Regions from separate parts of the Sus scrofa genome. Here region 2 is linked to region 1. The links are chromatin contacts, called in public Hi-C maps. All regions are on one chromosome and are shown on one strand. Each heading gives the region's core, a stretch centred on a gene start, on an enhancer-like site or on the middle of the called end of the contact. The rest is flanking DNA. Distances are from core to core; before and after follow the strand shown.

Region 1 (3,199 bases), core at 279-2,778:
TAGCTGTTGGGTTCTGTGCAGGACACGGGCAGCTTCCCCCACTCGGGGCCAAGCAGAGGCCCGGAAGCCAGGCCGCCCGCGTGGGTCCCGTGCAGTGTGAGCTTGGGGCCCAGAGCTGAGGCAGGAGGTGGGAAGGGGTGACTGGAGGGTGAGTCAGAGCGATTCTCATGCCACCCAGGCTTCGCCATCACACTGGGTTCTTTCACTTTGGTGTTGGACTCAGAATTCCCTCTGAAGCGTGGCGGGGAGGATGCAGGAGAGAAAGATGATGGGCGGTGCGGATGTTTTTAAGCCTCGAGTCTTTCCTTGTGCCTGGGGAAGGATTGTTTGGGGACGTTTTACCCTTTAAGTGGTTGTCGTGGGGCTTTGCTTTCGTGCCTCCCATAGATCACCTGGCATTAAGTCCTCAGGCTGGCCGGCGGCTCCTGGGCATTGCCTGGCATTCTGGGCTGCGAGCCCATCCCTGAGCTGTCAGTGGGTTGCAGGGCTCCAGGTTGCCACCAAGGGTGGGCCTTAGAAGCTTGGCGCTTGGAGGAGGGACTTGGGGTGGAGCACTGGCTTCCCCCCCTGCAAGCTGGGTGCCCTTGGTCACCTCCTAAACTTCTTTGGGCCCAAGTCCTCCGTCCTTCAGGCGGTGGTCACAGCGCCCCTGCCCTCAGAGGCTCCTGGGAGGCGTTCATGAGACGGTGCGTGAGGGGGGCCTGGCGCACCGTTACTGCTCAGGAGATGGGACGCCCAGCTCTGCGGTTTTTATCGTTGTCACAGTTCCAGGACCATCCAGGGAAGACCGGGGCCCGGGGAAGGGGCTCTTTGACGGCCCGCTTGGTTACTCTTTGATGCAAGCGGGAAGGGGAAGATGTGCGGAAGGCGTGACGCTGCCTCCCGGCGGGCGCCTGTGCTCCTCGGCTCCTGCGGCGGAGCTGACTGGTCAGAAGCAGGGCCCTGGGCCGGCGCTTCCTGCCTGGGGGGCACTTGCTCAGGTCTCGTGGGAAGAAGCACTTGCCAAAGCCCGGAGTCCTGGCCACGGGCCTGAGAGTGAGGGGAGGAAGGGGACGCCACACCGAGGCAGCCTGTAGCCGCGCCCGAAGCAGCTGGGCCTGCCCCCAACCCCTGCCCTCCCGTCCCGGGGAGGCTGCTCCGAGCCTCACAGCCGGGCTCGGTTCCAGGGTCAGGCCGCCGGGGCGTCCGTCCTTCAGGAGCGCTCTCGGGGTGATTCCGGTGCTCAGCCAGGTTAGGAAGCATTTGCCGTGAAGAAATTCTCCTCTGAAGGAGACCAGGGCCCCCCAGAGAGGCAGCGGCAGGCAGGCCAGGCGCAGGCACCCGGAGTTGGCAGTGGTGCAGGGACCGGAGTTCAGGTCTCCTGGCTCCCGTCCGAAGTACGTCTGCTCTCCCCATGCTCATTCTTTTACCATATTTGCTGTTCCCCGTGGCGGGGTGAGAAACAGCCAGCCCAGCCTGGGTGAGCCTTCACTCCCGTGGGAGCCCAGCGCAGCCGAGGTCCAGCGAGCACAGGCTGTCAGCGTGCGTAACTCTGGGGAAGGCTTCTTTGGAAGAAAAGCAAAAGGGAGGCTTGAGATCCCGGGCTTCGCCCTGCTGCTCACTGCCCGTTGCCTCGTGCTGGCGAGGTCGCAGCCTGGGGGTGGGTCCTCCTCTGCTGTCAGGCCACCCAGCGTGTGCGCGTGTGGCCGCCCTGCTTCCAGGAGATCCCGGGGCCACCACTGCGTCCTGTTTTACTTACTAGAGCCTGGGTTCCTGCCAGACGTGGCAGCCCCAGCACCTCTTCTGGCATTGGACTGAGAAGGCAGACAGGCGGCCCTTGAGCAGGGCAGGGTTAGGGGCCTGGCCCTCTGCACAGTCAAACATCCAAGTGTAACTTAGAGTCGACCCTCCATCATCACGGTTCCTCTGTATCTGTGGTTCCACAGCTGTGCGTTCAGCAAACCGCGGCCCCCACAGTATCGTAATGTTGACTCCTGAGAAAAAAGTGCACGTTTGAGTGGCCCAGAGCAGTTCAAACCCATGTTGTTCAGGGATCGGCTGGAATCCTAATGGAATCCTAGTACTGTCACATCAGACATTGATCCAGTGCTTGCTGTGTGCTGTTGGTGTTCCAGGTAGTTTCATCAATCCCCCCAACAACCCTAGTGGTAGGTGGTGTTATTCTTGTTTACGGATGAAGGAGCTGAGGCTCAGAGAGGTTAAGTGAGTTATCTGAGGTCACACAGCCAGTAAGCAGCGCAGTTGGAATTTTAACCCAAGCTGTTCAGATGTGCAGGGCCTGTGCTGTTACCCACTCCTGTTTCTTATAACAGTAAGCGAGCTTGCTTCCTGCCTTTGCTGCCTTGGCTGTAACTTGAACACCATGTGGGACCCAGGAGCCTGATCCCAGGAGCTGAGCTTTTGCAATAAATGTCTTACTTTTGCCTGGAATTGCTGTCTGTCCTGACTAGGGGCTTCAGAGCAGAGTCAGTACTGGTTGTTCCCAAGATGCGTTTCCCCATCCTGGCTCGTGCCCTGGGATGGCATGGCATCACTGCTTTGCTGGCGTGTCCTCACGGCGCCTGGATGTGGCGGACAGGCTCGTTTTTAGAGCGCTTCCTGGCCTGCCTCACTCCGAGTGTCTGACCCAGATTCCAGGGGCTGTGAGGGGCAGGACCTTAACCCCTCCACTCTCTCTCAGCCAGCTCTCCCTCTGCCCCCTGATTCCCTTCCCTGTGGCTGGGAGGGGACCCCTCAGGCTTCACCTGAAGAGTTCTCTCCGATGTCCTCAACGCCATCTCCCCTGCCAGCCACCAGGGCGGGGCCCGCCTGCTCCCTGCCCGCTCTGTATGGACAGATGCCTCGCCGCTTCTCAGAGGAACCTCCACAAATTCAAGGGTCATGACCTCAGTTGGGCCCTTATTCTTGGTTCTCCCACCCCTTCTCCAGAAGACGTGCTGAAGTGTAGATTTGATCAAGGTCCTGCCCGGCCTCGGCCTGAGGAGGAGGCTGCTGGTGGTCGTCTCCGTCTGACCGGGTTTCTCGCCCCACCCTCGGTCTGGCCGAGGCCCAGGTGTGACGCCGGCCTCTCCGAACCTTGGTCCCTGCCCTTCCCATGCTCTGCTGGGCCTCTGTGTGGATGCCGCCTCCTTGGGGACCCTGTCCTCCCCCACCCCTTGCCCGGCCACGTCTCTCTGTTGGTCTCATGGCTCTGTTGAAG
Region 2 (3,199 bases), core at 89-2,588, 100 kb after region 1:
CCCAGACAACATTACAACAAAAGCAAATCTTAGGTCAAATTCTGCTAAATGTTCAAATATTTACTAGCAAGAAGGTGCAAAGGTACAAAAGACTTGCCTGTTCAGAGAGTGGGGGGACCCAGCACCCCAGGGACCCCAGGGGCCCCAGAGCACAGCTCTGAAAACCTCAGGCTGTGGGCTGTCTTCCTTGGTGGTACAAAGATGTTCCGTTCCCTGGAATCTTTCTGGCAACGATTTCTCTCCATCACACACTTCTCTTATGAAAAATGATTCCTAACATCCTTTGGCTAATGAATAAACTCTGTGGTGTAGATTTTAATTACAATGCATATTGAAAAGGTTAATGGAGAGCAGATGCCTGACTAGGGTGTTTCAAATACTAAGGGACTGTCATTGAGGTGGAGACTGGAGGTAATTTACATGCACACGTGCTCAGATGCCACGATGCCTCTGAAGCATTCAAAGCCAAAGCGCTGGGAAGCCCAGGATCCAGCTCAAAGGTGAAGGTGTCTGGGGCAGTGTGTCCTGAGGATGGGGAGCCCTCAGTGGGTGCTAGCTGTCCCTGGTGGTGGCTCTGGTCTTTTCCAGGCAGGCTTGAGAGGTGTCTATGGGGACGAGGTTTGGAGACCCCGATGTTGTGGGCACGTGATGGGTCGTCGTCCCTTGCTCTGGATCAGGTTGCAGTCTGCACTGACCTCCCCCTGACTCAGGCTACCTTGGGCAGATCACTGGGTGGAAGCCCAGAGGAGGCATAGCCCTGGCCACTTCCTTCGCATCTGGGCCAACCAATTTACCAGGCTGGCTCAGACTGGCTGCTGTTCTCTGTGACAGCATGGGTGAACCCCCTCCCCACTTTTTCCCACTGTGAGCCTATCCCTCCTGCCCTCTGCAAACCCCAAATGCACGTCTGCATGATAGACAGCATCTCCCTAAATCTTACTCCCTGGATCCCAGCTCAGGGCATCACCAAGCATGGAGAAGAGAAGAAAAAGACAAGTGGGCAGTGGGCGGGAGGGTGAGGAATGCAATGCAGACCCCTGTCCTGATGTGGCCACCCCCTCCCTGCCACCTTTCTGGGGGGGTCCACTGCAGCCGGCCCAGCCACTGGGGCATGTCCCTCTGTGACAGCGCCTGGCTCACCTCCAGGGTCAGAAACTTTGTAGCCCCTAGTTCCCTGGCTGGGAAGAGGCTGGGAAGGTCCCAAGTTTAGGAAAAGGTGAGCTTGCATAGGTAGGATGGTGCCTTCTGCTTGTTCGCGTATACCTTAACCCTGCTACAGTGGTGCCCAGGGCTGCTTGTGGAAGAAAGGACTACATTTCCCAGCATCCCTTGTAGCTGGGGGTGGCCACGTGACTTGCTTCTCACCAATGGGATGAGAGCAATGAACCCAACTTCCCTTTCTCTTCCCCCTTCCTGCTGGCTGGACCTCCGATTCCGAAACCACTTTCCTGGCTGTTTCTGTGACGCCGTGAAGCGGCCGCACCAGCCCTGGACCATTTGCACTGGGATTGTTAGGAGGGAGGGAAACACAGCTCTAAGATGATTAAGTCCTCTGGGGTCTCGGCCACATTTGAACTCAGCTTAATACACTGAGTGATCCACTGGGTCATTTTAAATGAGTGGATGCCGCTTACACATGTTTGCATCTACACTGGCACCACTGCCAGAGGGATTTAGTAAAAAACCATGCAGTGCAAGGCGCTCCCCTTGTGACCTCTTCTCTCCCAGGTCGTTCCTTCCCCCTCTTCCTTTTTCATCTTTCCCCCATGTCCACTCCTCCATGGGCTCAGGGGGCTGAGGGTCCCAGTGGGAAGGATGCCTGGAGGGAGGGCTTTCTTTTGCCGAAGGACGAGGACGTGAGGGCTAGGCAGAGCCCAGCACCCTGCAGGCTGGCCGCACACTGGGCGCCAGAAGGACCTCACCAGGGGCTTCAAGATGGGGGCATGGTGGCACAGGCAGAACTCCCCACAGTTTCTCCAAACTCATATTTCAGAAATTGGGCTGTTTCCCCAGAGACCTGAGAGAAAACTGTCAACATAAGCAGATCTTAGAGGTAACAAATGTGATGAAGCGTGAAAGAGCTTTGTTTAGAGACCAGGGAGGAAGAGTGGAGAATTGCCACCTGACCAAGGGGGCCCCTTTTGGTCACTGGACTGTTGGCTGCCCCAGAGGCGGGGGGAAGAAGTCTCTATCATATTGTGGAGGGGTCCACTTTAATTTTTGAGGGTGCTGAAGGCTCAATATGTCATGTATCCAAAGGCCTCAGACCAACTAACTCAGTGCTGGCTGTTTTCTTTCTTTTCTTTTTTTCTTTTTTCTTTTTTTGTCTTTTTAGGGCCGCACCTGCGGCATATAGCAGTTCCCAGGCTAGGGGCTGAATCAGAGCTGCACCTGCTAGCCTACGCCACAGCCACAGCAACGCCAGATCTGAGCCATGTCTGCAACCTACACGTCAGTTCACGGCAATGACAGATCCTTAACCCACTGAGAGAGGCCAGGGATCCTCTCTCATATCCTCACAGATACTAGACAGGTCCACTACCGCTGAGCCACAACGGGAACTCCTCTTTTCTTTTTTCTTTCTTTCTTTCTTCTTTTTTTTGGCAGAGCCCACAGAACGTGGAAGTTCCTGGGCCGGGGATTGAACCCACGCACATCAGGGGCCCAAGCTGCTGCACTGAGAACACTGGATCCTAAACCCACTGTGACACAGGAGAAATCCTTTTCTGTTTTGTTTTGTTTTTTAATTTTTCGTTTTTAAGTTTTATTGACGTATAGTTGATTTACCATGTTGTGTGAATTTCTGCTGTACAAGTGCTGGCTCTTTCCTAAGCGATTTCTAGGCAGCAGCTGAAAGCTAACTGGACACCTTCCCGGCTTCTACAGGGATGAGCCAGAGCCTAGGATGTGTACCCTAGGCCACAATGTCAGGCCTTTGATGAACGTGCTTGTGGCTCAAGAAGCAGGATGCGCACCCCAGAAGGTCATGAACGCCAGCTACCAGATGGGCAGTGCCAAACAAGGGCCCCACAATGGGGCGAGGTTGAGCCGGTCTCTTCACCTGCAGCCACCAGGGGGCGTCATGCAGGAGGTGGGGCAAGGCAGGCCTTAAGGACCTTCTGGATCTAGATGGCGGGGAGGCGTGCGGGGGCGCGGGGAGGGGGGAGAGAAAAGAGGGGGTGGGGGGAGGGGCATCCCA

Evidence for each region. Hi-C and Micro-C count contacts between places; a contact is called where the count stands out from the background.
Region 2: a Hi-C map of embryonic fibroblasts shows a contact between it and region 1, with 5 times the contacts expected there. The contact joins two enhancer-like sites. A contact is called at or near these places in 2 of 5 promoter capture datasets (fetal skeletal muscle and liver), 30 of 47 Hi-C or Micro-C datasets (adipose tissue, alveolar macrophages, blood and 16 more) and 2 of 2 datasets of contacts at active chromatin or transcription factors (alveolar macrophages and skeletal muscle).

What each region holds. Positions count from the first base shown.
Region 1 is chr1:270,234,238-270,237,436 of Sscrofa11.1, forward strand. All of the region lies in intron 14 of GPR107 (protein GPR107), which reads left to right. Among named protein-coding and RNA genes, the nearest start is that of NCS1, 39 kb to the right of the region's middle. Within about 2 kb of position 1,529, at least 21 of the 83 cell types and tissues checked have an H3K27ac peak or open chromatin away from gene starts, as enhancers often do. A contact at or near this core is called in adipose tissue, embryonic fibroblasts, omental adipose tissue and 2 more, where this site is marked.
Region 2 is chr1:270,336,928-270,340,126 of Sscrofa11.1, forward strand. No RefSeq gene overlaps it. Among named protein-coding and RNA genes, the nearest start is that of HMCN2, 25 kb to the right of the region's middle. Within about 2 kb of position 1,339, at least 47 of the 83 cell types and tissues checked have an H3K27ac peak or open chromatin away from gene starts, as enhancers often do. A contact at or near this core is called in adipose tissue, embryonic fibroblasts, omental adipose tissue and 2 more, where this site is marked.